4 separate regions of the Mus musculus genome follow, and regions 1, 2 and 3 are each linked to region 4. A link is a contact called in public Hi-C data. All regions are on one chromosome and are shown on one strand. The core of a region is the stretch at or near the end of the contact, and the rest is flanking DNA. Distances in the headings are between cores, read along the strand shown. Region 1 holds the start of Rgs10 (regulator of G-protein signalling 10). Region 2 overlaps Mcmbp (minichromosome maintenance complex binding protein). Region 3 overlaps Rgs10 (regulator of G-protein signalling 10). Region 4 has its middle 31 kb from the start of Bag3.

What was found. Hi-C and Micro-C count contacts between places; a contact is called where the count stands out from the background.
Region 1: a contact with region 4 is called in a Hi-C map of bone marrow-derived macrophages, with 34 read pairs. The contact joins the promoter of Rgs10 here to the enhancer-like site in region 4. A contact is called at or near these places in 9 of 39 promoter capture datasets (the HPC-7 cell line, embryonic stem cells, pre-B cells and 2 more), 2 of 484 Hi-C or Micro-C datasets (the HPC-7 cell line and bone marrow-derived macrophages), 5 of 115 datasets of contacts at active chromatin or transcription factors (bone marrow-derived macrophages, embryonic stem cells and fetal liver) and 3 of 9 other capture datasets (adipose tissue, liver and pancreatic islet).
Region 2: a Hi-C map of bone marrow-derived macrophages shows a contact between it and region 4, with 24 read pairs. The contact joins two enhancer-like sites. A contact is called at or near these places in 2 of 39 promoter capture datasets (stem cell-derived epiblast-like cells and trophoblast stem cells), 1 of 15 datasets of contacts at CTCF or cohesin (large pre-B cells), 2 of 484 Hi-C or Micro-C datasets (bone marrow-derived macrophages and hematopoietic stem and progenitor cells), 1 of 115 datasets of contacts at active chromatin or transcription factors (effector CD8 T cells) and 3 of 9 other capture datasets (adipose tissue, liver and pancreatic islet).
Region 3: a contact with region 4 is called in a Hi-C map of bone marrow-derived macrophages, with 35 read pairs. The contact joins two enhancer-like sites. A contact is called at or near these places in 1 of 15 datasets of contacts at CTCF or cohesin (large pre-B cells), 16 of 484 Hi-C or Micro-C datasets (B cells, CD4 T cells, CD8 T cells and 10 more), 6 of 115 datasets of contacts at active chromatin or transcription factors (CD8 T cells, effector CD8 T cells, embryonic stem cells and 2 more) and 2 of 9 other capture datasets (adipose tissue and liver).

Annotation. Positions count from the first base shown.
Region 1 is chr7:128,416,799-128,419,605 of GRCm38.p6, reverse strand. Rgs10 (regulator of G-protein signalling 10) reads left to right here and starts at 1,434. Exons shown (of 5, transcript NM_026418.2): 1 at 1,434-1,540. The coding sequence starts at 1,492.
Region 2 is chr7:128,727,536-128,730,778 of GRCm38.p6, reverse strand. All of the region lies in intron 1 of Mcmbp (minichromosome maintenance complex binding protein), which reads left to right. Among named protein-coding and RNA genes, the nearest start is that of Mcmbp, 11 kb to the left of the region's middle. Within about 2 kb of position 1,893, at least 55 of the 459 cell types and tissues checked have an H3K27ac peak or open chromatin away from gene starts, as enhancers often do. A contact at or near this core is called in bone marrow-derived macrophages, where this site is marked.
Region 3 is chr7:128,377,635-128,380,775 of GRCm38.p6, reverse strand. All of the region lies in intron 4 of Rgs10 (regulator of G-protein signalling 10), which reads left to right. Among named protein-coding and RNA genes, the nearest start is that of Gm39092, 12 kb to the right of the region's middle. Within about 2 kb of position 1,720, at least 34 of the 459 cell types and tissues checked have an H3K27ac peak or open chromatin away from gene starts, as enhancers often do. A contact at or near this core is called in bone marrow-derived macrophages, where this site is marked.
Region 4 is chr7:128,553,002-128,556,295 of GRCm38.p6, reverse strand. No RefSeq gene overlaps it. Among named protein-coding and RNA genes, the nearest start is that of Bag3, 31 kb to the right of the region's middle. Within about 2 kb of position 1,530, at least 136 of the 459 cell types and tissues checked have an H3K27ac peak or open chromatin away from gene starts, as enhancers often do. A contact at or near this core is called in the HPC-7 cell line, bone marrow-derived macrophages and liver, where this site is marked.

The sequences.
Region 1 (2,807 bases), core at 185-2,684, 140 kb after region 4:
TCCTCTTTCCCTCTCTCTCTCCCTCCCTCCCTCCCTCCCTCCCTCCCTCCCTCCCTCCCTTCTGACTCCTTCCTTCTGACTCTCTATGTAGCTGCCTTAGACATTGCTATGTATATCAGGGTGTCCTCTAACTCAAAGAATCTTCCTGCTTCTGCCTCCGGAGTGCTGGGGTTGCTGGGATTAAAGGAGAGCACCATTATGTCTGTGTCTGTGTCGGTTTAGGCTCAGCTTTTACAGAGCCTATGACCCAAGAGCTATTTCAATGGCCAGGAAGCTTGGGGGGGGGGCGGGCGGCAATAGCAGCTGGAGACATTCAGAAACCCCGGCTTGGAAGCCACACTGATGGTGCTCACCTGCAAGCCGCAGCTGAAGACCTCTGCAGCCTTCAGGGGACGGAACATCCTCTTTGGATAGCACAAATGGCCGTGTTTGGAAATGATGGAGTGGGGAAGGGTAGGCAGAGAGATGGTGAATAACCACAGAGGGCCAGGGCTGAGGTGGCGTTGGGACTGCAGGGTGGACAAAAAGGGAGGAAAATAGAGCAAAATGGGAAGCTCAGAATAGAAGATATAAAGGAAAGTGCCAACTAGTGAAAATCCTGCGAAAGAACGCGCGCGGGGGGTTGGGGGGGCGACTGGGGAATGGTTTAGAAAAATAGCAATTAGCACAGCTAAAAATAAAGACCAATTTCGAGACAAAGCCAGACCCACAAGGAGAAAAATAAAACTCGCCAGAAAGACAATTCCTTGCAAACCGAATGCTCAAGAAAATGGGGCTAACGACACCCCCCTCTTGGGCTGTTTGGTAAAAAGAAATGGGAAACTAGATGAGCGTGGAGCGCGGCGCTGAGCAGGTGACTGGCACCAGGAGGAGCGTTGAGCCCGGCGCTGGGATCTACAGGATTCCGGTAGTTGAGCGCAAAGGTTCTCCTGAGACTGCACCCAAGTGTCGTCCAAGTTAAAAAATGTGCTGGCGCGCTCAGATCCACTCTGAAACCGCAGAGGCTCCAGACAGCGTTCTCCGAGGTTTGTCCCGGGGCTTGGAAGCCCCGGCACAGGCGTGGCGTGGGCCAGAGTGGGCGCCCACTCGCGGCGGCTTGGCTCGGGACTCTGGTGACGCCTCCCGGGCATTCGCGGCGTGAGCAGGCCGCGCGCCCACGGAATCGGGTAGACCCGGGGGCGATCTGGGAGGTGACTCGGGCCTGGCAGGGACACCGAACGCTGTATGTCTCCAGGCCGCGAGGGGAGGGACCGGGATGTGCGCGGGAGCTGAGGGTCACCCGGGGCCACCGCGCCCTGCCCTGCGCGGGTAACTGAGGGCTGGACCCAGTGCCCACGGGCGCGGGTGGGCAGGGAGAGGGGAGCGCGGCGGGGAGGAGGCGGCGGGCGGAGCCTGGAGGGGCGGCGTCGCGCGGGCTCCTCCTCCTCCTTGCCCTCTTCGGGCTTAGCCGCCGCGCTGCCCGGCTGCTCCGTCCTCTGGACGCCCGCGGCGATGTTCACCCGCGCCGTGAGCCGACTGAGCAGGAAGCGGCCGCCGTCTGGTAAGCGGTTGCGGGCGCTTGGGCGCGGGAAGGACGGGGTCGCCGGGTCCCCTGGCGCGGCTCGCTGTGCCGCCCGGACAGCAGCCGCGCTCCTCCCCGCTCGCTCTGTCCCAGCCGCGGCGGGAGCGCAGAGCCGGGGAGCCGCCCGGGGAGGAAGTTGGGCTTGAAGCGGGAGTCAGAGCAGCTTTCTTTCTAGAGAAGGTCTGGGAACCACGGGAGACACATTAACAGCCCCTCACTCCGAGGCAGCGTGGGAAGCCAGGCTTCCCTCCTGCGTGCAGCCTCTTTCTCGGGCGGAATGGGAAGGATGCTCCGCCGGACCTCTGCATCCCCGGAGTGGCCGGCCCCGCGGCGCCAAAAAAAGTGGAGTCCCAAGGTGGCTGCACACCAGGGCGGGGGAGGAACTTGTGTGACACGGCGGGGGAGTCACTTTGTTTTTCCCCCTGAACCTGCCTGACCCACAGTTTGGGGCAACTTGGCAAGACAAAGAACCCACGGTGCAGAAATGGTGATTTGAATCGTGCCATCCTTTTTGTTCTTAATAACACCTAACACTCTTTGATGGCTTAGGTTGTGGCCAGGAGCTGTGTTGACACCTTGTGTGCTTTCTCTTGTCTTCACCATTAGAGCAGCCGCGTCGGAGGGGTGGGGCTCTAAAGCCAGGGTGTTGGGTAACCTGCTCTACTCTTAGCTGATGGATTTTTTTAAACGTAGGTTTATTTGCTTGACTCTGGGTTCGGGGTTCAAAGGCTTGCTTTTCTGTCGCCCAGAGATTCACTACGCTTTAGCCGGTTTCCTCTTTTCACGTAAATATCAAACGTGGTTAAGCGGCTGCAATCAGACATAGACCCAATCCCTTGGCCACCACTCGACAGCTGTGCAACTTCTTTGTGACTGGGGATGTGCAAAGGGTAGCTTTAAGTGCTTAATTGGAGACTCCCCCCCCCCCATCAGCCACATGCAAATCATTTCATTAATTATTTAAGACAACCCCACTAAAGTCAGATTCCATAGAGTTATTGTAAAGAGTTTGCACTGTTGTCTTAATATGCGTTGAAATGCTCCATTAGTGTTCCCGAGTGGTCACATTCCCTTGTGATGCTGATGGCTGACACTGAGTGGTGGTCAGATTCTAGGCACCGGAGTTAAACTCCAACCTTGACTCTGCCACTCCGCCACACTGAATAATGAATGTCCTTGGACCTTTCTGTGCCGCAGAGCTGTGCTGGTGCTGGCTCAGTGTAGCTTGCAAGAACCAATTGCTAAA
Region 2 (3,243 bases), core at 644-3,143, 170 kb before region 4:
CTTATAACAGCCAAGGGTGGCCTTGAATTTGATTGTCCTCCCTGTGCCTAGTGCTATGATTACAGGTGTGTACCACCAGTCCTTGTTTTATGAAGCACTGGGAATCAAACCCAGGACTTCATGAATGCTAAGCAAGTAGCCCTCCACCAGAGCCATGTCCCCAACACCTATGATTTTGCTTGCAGTTTTTTTCCCTCTTGAATGGCTTCCTAGAAATTGTGTCTTATTTTTATTCTCTTTCCCTCCCCCTCTCCCTCCCCCTCCCCATCTCATCTCCCCTTACCCCCAGCCCTTTCTAGTCTTATGTAGCCCAGGCTGGCTTTGAACTCCTATTTTCTCCTGCCTCTATCTCCTAGGTACTAGGATTATGAATGTAAACTACCCCACCCAGGGATTTGTCTATTTTAATATTAGTCATTTGTGTTGGTGTTTTCGTTTTCCATTCCTTGATGTTTGCCCTTAGTTTTTTGCTTTTCTATCTGCATATGTTGATTAGTAGATTATTCTGTGTCTGTTTTTTCTTGGTATTTGATAGACACGTTCAAAGTTATTTTTTCTCTAAACCCCACTTTAGTATTCCACAAACACTAATTTACACAGATTAGTCTGTAATCCATCAGGGAAAATTTGGAACTATCCTCAAATTCCTAAAGTGTTGGTTTATTTGGGGAAAGAGGTTTGTAGTAAGGGACTTGTGGTTTCAGGACTTTCTGTTTTTCTCTTCCTACACATTGCTTATGGGCAGTGAGCATAATGATAAATCGGATTTTCATTGAGTTTTCCTAAATACTAAAACAGACATTTTGGGAATCTGTCATACTCTTTAAGAAGGGTCTGTTTCACTGCTAAGAAAGGAAGAATTTCCTCTTCCCCAATCTGTAAAAGTCAGCTTTTTCGTCCTGGCCCTAGGCTTCAAGAATAATGACTCTGAGACTCAAATATATTTATTTTTATAAGCTTTGGCTATTCCCCAATTCAATCATAACTTAGTATCTCATTTATTCTGATCTTAAATTCTGCCACATGGCTGGTTACCTCTGCTCAGCTCCCGTGCTTCTGACCTCCTTCATGTTCCTGGGCCAATCCTCCTGCCCCTGGCTCTCTCCCAGAATCCTCTCTGTCCATCTTCTATTTCCTGCCTCAGTTACAGGTCAATCAGCTTTAACTGACAGGTGTTGAATCCATTCAGTACACAAGAGATGTTCTCTACACCAATCCCAGATGCTCAGCCTTAAAAATAATACCTATAAGCAACAGTAAATGGACTCAATAGGTTGTACTTATGTACCTATTGACACACACATACATACACACATACACATACAAACAATGATAGTTAAAGAATAAAAAGTCATAAATTTGAAAGAGAGTTTACTGAGAGGGATAACAGGACGTGGGTGATGGATGGAGAGAATGATGTAATATTGTGTGTGTTGTTTGCTTGCTTGTTTTTTGAGATAGGGTTTCTTGGCTGGAATTTACTCTGTAGACCAGGCTACCCTCCAACCTGTAGATCCACCTGCCTCTGCCTCCCGAGTCCTGGGATTAAAGGTGTGCATCACTATTACCTGGACAGCCCCAAGTTTTAAAATAGTTTTGAAAGCTGTTCCGAGAAGAAAGGAAGATACACATGGCTTTGCAGTAGGTCTTTTCATAAGAAGGCATGACATGCATGCACCAGCTGCAGAGCTTCAGACTGCCCGCACAAACGGCGAGCTGGAGTGGGCCACGTGTGCAGCCATAGCTGCAGGGCTTGCTGCTTCCATTAGTTGGAGAATTAGTAGAGCTCTTAAAGCTCTGAGTGCCAGCTACGCAGGCTCATTTAGTATGTTCACCTCCCCGCCCCAGAACACGCACTGTCCAAGCACATGAGGAACCTGGGCCAAGATAAATCATTCTGAGTTATGAGCGAGTATCAGCAGACTTCAGAGAAGGGAAGTCATTGTGTGTGTTCTGTCTGTAATAAGAGAGGACCGGAAATCCGAAAGATGACAAAAATTCAGACTTGTAGAACACTTATAAACACAGTAGATCAAAAAGAAGTCCATATAAAACTTAAAATTGTTCCCAGCTACACAAAAAATGGAAATGGAAGAACATCCTCTAGCCAGGCAGTGGTGGTGCACACCTTTAATCCTAGCACTTGAGAGGCAGAGGCAGGCGGATTTCTGAGTTCGAGGCCAGCCTGGTCTACAGAGTGAGTTCCAGGACAGCCAGGGCTACACAGAGAAACCCTGTCTTGAAAAAATAAAAAAACAAGAACATCCTCTAAGTACAACCAGAGACTGTGCTGTGTATGTATGGAAAGAAGGCTTCGAGCATTGTGTCCATTTATGAAATCAGAAATGCGAACTGAAACCCAAGGCACATGGAGAAAAGGAAAGCAAATAATGAAGGAAGAACAGAAATTAAGAATTGAAAACAAGAAAATAGCAAATCAAAAGCCGGGCGTGGTGGCTCATGCCTTTAATCCCAGCACTTGGGAGGCAGAGGCAGGCAGAGGCAGGCAGATTTCTGAGTTCGAGGCCAGCCTGGTCTACAGAGTGAGTGCCAGGGCAGCCCGGGCTACACAGAGAAACCCTGTCTCAAAAAAAACAAAACAAAAAAATAAATAAATAAATAAAAATAAAATCTAAAAATAAAGAAAATAGCAAATCAGTGAAATACTTGAGACAATCTTATGTACTACAGACTGCCTTAAAGCTCACTAGTATGTGAAGGTGTCTTAAACTTTCTAACAACTTTCTATTTATTACACTGCAGGAAGTTGCTACGCTTTGCAGGCAGTGTGCATGTGGTGGTCAGAGCAGCTTTTGGGGCTGGGCTCTTTTCCTCCTCAAGGGACTGAACTCAGTGATCCTTTGGGAGCATGCATCTCTGCTCAGTGGCCATGAGCGCAAACATTCCAATCCTCCTGCCTCCATCTCCTGGGTGTAGGCATGAGCCACTGCACCTGGTTTATGCAGATAGATACCACCAACTGAGCTACGCGTGCAGCCCCACCCCCCCCACCCCCCCACCCCCCCCCACCCCACCCCCCGCTTTGCTTTTTCTTTGAGTGTGATTAGAGATTTGTGTGTATGTGGAGGGGGTGTAATTGGGGATTGAACTACTGAACTAAATCCCTAATCTTTTATTTCCTTCTTATTAGCAAAACTGATAAACCTCTAAGCTAGACTAGCAAAGAAAAAAGAAGACAAATTACCATACCAGGAGTAAGGAGGTAATGCCGCTGTGGACTAG
Region 3 (3,141 bases), core at 471-2,970, 180 kb after region 4:
ACTGCCAGAAAAACACTAGACTCTGCGTCATGGCAGACATTCAGAACAATCGTTGAACTTTGAACTGACTTTCACAGCCTCCAGGGAAGACTGGATAGCCCACACCGAGGGAGTAGATTTTGTCTTATGTGGAGGGTCTTTTTGACTCCATTTCTGGCCTTGGAGTTCTGATTCCACCCTTGGCACGTTCACCATCCCTAATGGGCCTGTCTATGAACTAATGGGCCTGTCTATGAACTAAAGTGCTGTCCAGATCGACGAAGCCTTTCTAGTGGCCCGCTCGTGCTTGAGGGCAGGGTCTTCAGTCTCTGCTTGCCACTGTCCCACTGTCTGCTAGCTGCCCTTAGACCTCCTGGGTACGCCCCACTCCTTCTTCAGAAGACGTAGGAGGACCTCCACTCACAGGGTGGGCACAGTAGCTTGCCAAACCCATTAATCACCTAAGAGCTGTAGGGAGAGGTTTCCTTTTCTCTCAGTTCTATATTCACACAGCCAGTAATCAGTTCTGTAATCTAGGTATAAGGAGAGGGAGAGAAAGGGGGAGGGGGAGGGAGAGAGAGAGGGAGAGAGAGAGAGGGAGGGAGGGAGGGAGGGAGGGAGGGAGAGAGAGAGAGAGAGAGAGAGAGAGAGAGAGAGAGAGAGAGAGAGAGAGATAGAGATGGGGGTGGTGGTGGTCTAGAATGGCAAGTCAGAGAAATCCTATGACCAAACTTTATGTTACATTGAAGGATTGAAAATTTTCCTCCTTATGCGGGTAGAAGTAACCCAGAAAAGAAGGGAGGTGGGTATTTCATTTAGTTCTTCTAATGTACTTGATTGTGAGTGATCAAATATTTATCAAGCTGAAAATGCAGTGGCTGGAGGCAGTGGATTAGCCTGGAGTGGCCCTCGTTCTGAGACCGACTGCTTCCAGGGATGTCCTTCCGTCCCTCCCCAAGCAGCCTGGTGGGCACTGCAAAGGTGGTTCCCCCCCTTGCTGTTCCACTGCAGCTCTGTCTGGGGTTTGAGGAAGCACGGTGGGTGTTTGGATGATGTAGGGTCCCTGCACTGGAAGCAAGGTGCAGGCAGGGCACAGTTGCGCAGGCGCAGGATTCGCCTTCCGCTCTTTTCCTCCCAGTCCGGTCCGCAGCAGGGGATCCCAGGCAACCGGCTAAACAGTTTATAGTGTAGGCATGCAGATGTGGAGCCTGCAAACCAGGAGCCTTGCTATGCTACATCTGTCCTGGCCAAAAAAAGAAAAAAAAAAAAAAAAAAGAAGCAATCCCGGAAGCAGCCCAGCTGCCTACTCACGATTTTCTGCTTTGCTGCCTGCTGGAGACAAATCTCCTCGTGCTCAAAGGCTTCTTCCTCTTCCTCCCCCTGAGTTGTTTCCATTTTCTCCTCCTTCCTGCAGATCACATTGTTTAGGTCCAGGTCAGCTTTGCCTGCTGGAGGCCTGGTCTTATAGAACCAACTAAGATCTCAGGGCCAGCTCCTTTCTTCTTGAGTTGAGGCTCGCACCTAGGCCGTGCATTGCAGGTCTTCAGAACTGTGAGGGGCTCACGTCCGTGCTTCTGTTTTAGCAGTTTCCTAGTGGGTCAGTCCCATACGTTTTCAAACAGCAAACACTTCTTGCATATCTAGGAGACTAGGAATCTGAAACCAGCCATGGGCAGTCGGGGGTCCTGATGAAGGGCCTAGAAGAGGAACTTGCCGTAGTTCCAGCTCCTGGTCAGTTGCTTGCTCGTCACCTTTGGAACTTGTAGGCTGTGTCCACGTCATTCCTGTCTCTGTCACTGTTGTTACACAGCTTCCTTCTTTCTAGGTCTCTCTGTGTGTCCTGCCTCTTTGGATCTGGGTCCCACTACCCTGGAGGGTGATTTCAGCTTGATATCAATAGGTCTGTTTCTAAACAAAGTTGCATTTTGAGGCTCTAGGTAGATATACATTTTTGAAGACCTACAAACTTGCCTCAAGCCTTTAGAACGATTCCTTTCCCTCTGATATATTTGGGATCATGGGTTAAAATTCAGTACATTTTGAAATTAAATATTCAATCGCTTAATTCTTATGGGCAAGTTTCTATGTTTAACTCTTTGCAAATCTTATTTCTCTCTGTTTGTCTGTCTCTCTCTCTGTCTCTCTCTCTGTCTCTCTCTGTTTTCTCATGTAGTTGAAAGGCTGACCTGGAGCATGTGTGTCCCAGGCTGGTCTTGAACTTGTGATCCTCCTGCCTCTCCATTCCAAGCACTACCCATCATGTAGACCTTTTTTTTTTTTTTCAAAAAAAAATTTTTTTTAACATTTGCTTATTTATTCGAGGGGCAGGGAGCACACATGACATAGCACATACACTAGAGCCAGGGCAGCTTGCAGGAGTTGGTTCTCGCCTTCTACCACAAGGGATGGCAGTAACATATCATCAGGCTGCCAGGCTGTGTGTCATGTGTCTTTACCATCTGAAACCTCTCACTGGCTCCCAGACCTTTAAAAAAATTTTTTTATTAGATATTTTCTTCATTTACATTTCAAATGCTATCCCAAAAGTCCCCTATACCCTCCCCCCACCCCCTGCACCCTGCTCCCCTACCCACTCACTCCCACTTCTTGGCCCTGGTGTTTCCCCTGTACTGGGGCATATAAAGTTTGCAAGACCAATGGGCCATCTTCTGCTACATATGCAGCTAGAGACACGAGCTCTGGGGGGTACTGGTTAGTTCATATTGTTGTTCCACCTATAGGGTTGCAGACCCCTTCAGCTCCTTGGGTATGTTCTCTAGCTCAGACCTGATTTTTAATGACTGCATAGTGTTCTGCCACACAAGAGTCATACAGCTGGTTAGGTGTATAGGATGGAGAAGCAGCCTGCCGGGCTTGGCCTCCTGTCTGTCCCTTATGTCCTTCTCCTGCCCCACTTCATACGTGGAGATCCTCACTTACTGTACCTGGAATGTGGCTGTGTCTGGAGACAGGGACTAAGAAAGGATAATTACGTTAAACAAGCTCATATGAGTGGGCCCTGATCCAAAGTGACAAGTGTTTTTTTTTTTTTTTTTCAGTAGTGTATGTGTGTTCTGTGTGTATGTGTGCATATGTGTGGGTGCATGTGTGTTGTGTACGTGTATGAAAGAGACAATATGCATGTGGTGGTCAGAGGACACC
Region 4 (3,294 bases), core at 281-2,780:
GATAAAGATCAACAAGGGTTTTTGTTTATTTGCTTTTGTTTTGTTTGTCCCTTTCTCCTTGGTCAGCGGCACTGGGACAGCACAGGCACCAAGACATTCTACTCAACAATATTGACTACCGTGGGCAACTTGTCCTCAGAATGAAATAAGACTTCCTGAAGAGTCGTGAAAGCTTACTACAAATTGCCGAGGTGTGACGGTGGGGGAAACTGAGTCTCTAGAAGGTTAAGGTCATGGCTGACTGTTGAGTGAGGAGCTGGTACTGGAGCCCTGCCCACATAACTGGCAGAGCCAACGCTGTGATCACCCTGTGAGCACTGGTGCTGAGCAGGAAGGGCCAGTGAAGAGAGGAATGGCAGGCCTGAGAGAGGTTTGGTTTACATGTGGGATCCTGAGTGTAACCTCAGAACTGTGTGGCTATAGAAGGGTGTGATGGGGGTGGGAGGAGGGGCCAGATTAAAAAAAAAAAAAAGGTGTTTGGCAAAGTAGAGAAACAGTTGAGAGCTAAGTACACCTCCCATCCTTCCTGCCCCCCCCCCCCACCTCTCTAGGTCACTGTCCCACCTCAAGTTGGCTGTATGAGAGTCCAAGTTATAGGCTTTGCTCTCAACACTTTCAGGGCTGGGGGCAAACAGTAAGGAATGGAGACTATTAAATATTTACAGAATAGTGGAACTTGGAGCTTGTTTGCTGGCAGCCCCAGGGCCGAATCTGGCTTGCAGACAGATTTTGTTGGGCCTGACTAGTTCTTTTAAAACATTTTTAAAAAATATTTTTAAACAGAGAAATCTTACAAAACAGATTTCTTGTCTTTCTTGGAAACTAGAGATCTCTCACAACACTGGACCATGTTCCCCCTGGCAGTGACTGAGCATCAGTCTCTTCCTACCCCAACCTGTGGCAGCTGGCACTGCCTCTCATGCACCTGGCTGGCCTCTGTGGCCTTGACATTGCCCCCACGGAAGCTGCTGGCTTAAAGCTGGCTTAGTGTAGACTCAGAAGGACACTCAGGATCTGAGCTCGAGTACCCCCAAAGGATGCACCCTCTTGACTGAAGGTATTAGAGATACTGACCAGAGGTGGCTGGGGGCTGAGGAGGTTGGGCACCAGAGTGCGGACACAGTTTCTCTAGAGAAATAAGCATCCGTGTTGGTTGGTGACAGGGTCTCACGTAGCCCAGGTTGACCTGAAGCTTACTGGAGAGCTAAGAATGACTTTGAACGTCTCAGCTCCTTCTTGAACCTCCTGACTTTTGGGGATTACAGGTACACACCACTACACCCAGTTTTATGTGATTCCAAGGTCAAACCTAGGGCTTCACATAGCCTGGACAAGCACTTTTTTCACAGAGCTATGTCCTACACCTTTATCTTACCACAGGAGGCACAACGGCGTCTAGGGCTTGGTTGAATATGGGCTCTGCCTTCTAGCTGAGCTGACACAAAATTCATCTTCTGCCCTGTGGTGAGAGAAAGGGTGCTGGGCAGACTCAGTGGTTAAGTGGGTGGGGAGGACGGTGAGTCACAGTCCACTGGGGAGGACGGTGAGTCACAGTCCAGCGAGGAAGATCTGCAATGACTGCACAGATGTGCCCACAAGGAGAGGTTTCGGTGGAGTGGGAAGGAGGAATGAGTGGGTGGCAGAGGACTGTACAGGCCCTGGGAGTCCAGCTGGGGACCGACGTAGGTGGCTCTGTCAAGACACTTGCTGATAAAGGGGGTTAAGCTGAGCTCTGAGGACTACTCCTTCTGTGGCTGCATTTCTTCTCAACTAAGGAGAGGCAGCAGGAAGCTGAGAGACAAGGCGAAAGGCGAGATGGAGAGAAGGATTAGGGGTAGAATTTCTCTTGAGGCTAGAAAAGGAGGCCTTCCCTAGAAACAAGTCTGTAAGAAAAAAAAAAATGCAGCCTCTGTAAGGACTGCCAGTTCACCATGGCTGGCAGAGGTTGGAACAGTCATCGATAGAAAACAAATGTTCTAGAAACTTCCAGAAGAATATTTTTTCTTTTTTCTTCTCTCTTCTCTCTCTCTCTCTCTCTCTCTCTCTCTCTCTCTCTCTCTCTCTCTTTCTTTCTTTCTTTCTTTCTTTCTTTCTTTCGTCTTTACTCTATGGCCTTATGTGGTTTCAAACTCCAGCTTTAGCCTCCTAAGAGCTCAGGTTGTAGACATGAGCTACCCTGGCCTGCTAAGGAGGTGTTCTCCCAGCCCCTGCACCGCCTTCAGGCTAGCTTCTATTTGAACCTGAAACTTGGCCCCACTGCTTCCTGGCTGCCAGGGCCCAGCACCTGTGGCTGCCTTACCTGGGTGCCATGGGCTGCCTCTCTATCCCAGGATCCTCACCAGCTCAGCGCTCTCCCCTGGGGCTGAAGCAGCTCTTCTCAGTTGCTACTGGTTCCAGCAGTGCAGATGAGTCTCCGAAGTCCCAGGAAATGGGGGCATGCCCTATCACATGTATGCATGTGACCCCCATCCACTCACCCCCCACACACTCTTAGGTGCACACACACACACACACACGCATACATACCTGGAGGAATTTTTAAATTTTGTTAAAGTCAAAAAACTTTAACCTGGGAAGCTGAGATCTTCTTTATACTCCTATTGCTATTACTGTTGTGTTTATTTTGAACTACATCTCAAGGGAGCCCCGCCCCCCCCCCCCCCCCCATCCCATGCTCAGGGCTTCCCAGAGCTAATGTAGTTCTGTTTGTATACCCTGAGTCAGAGCAGCTTCAGAGCCAGGAGGAAGTGGCAGGAGGCACAGGCCCAGCCACAGGCAGAGCAGTGCAGAAAGGGCATGCCACTAGGGAGTGTGTCTGCCCCAGCCTTTTCTATGCTCTCAGACAGTTCAGAACGTGCTAGAACTCAGGGAAGAAAGAAAGGTATTTGCCCTAGTGATTAAGACATGTTCAAGCATTTTCCCACAGGCTCCTGCACAACCCAAAATAAACTGCAGGCCTGGATCTTGGCCACTGGCGTGGGATTACATCTGTATAATGTTACAGAGAGGCAAGCAGGCAGGTGGGTTACACTCACAGGGGCTTATAGGGAGTGCTCTGCCCATAATGGAGTTCCTGCCTAAGCTTCCAGGCTAGGGCAAAAGGAGGAATGGTACAGGCAAATGCCACAGCAGGAACAAGTGTACCCTACCCATTAGGCCAAGGAAAATGCTCACCTAAAAAATGATTTGTGTGTGTAGGTGTGCACCTGCAAATGTGTGCATAAGTGCCACCTTTCACAGATAGTGGGAAAAGGTTGAGAGAGAGAGAGAGAGAGAGAGAGAGAGAGAGAGAGA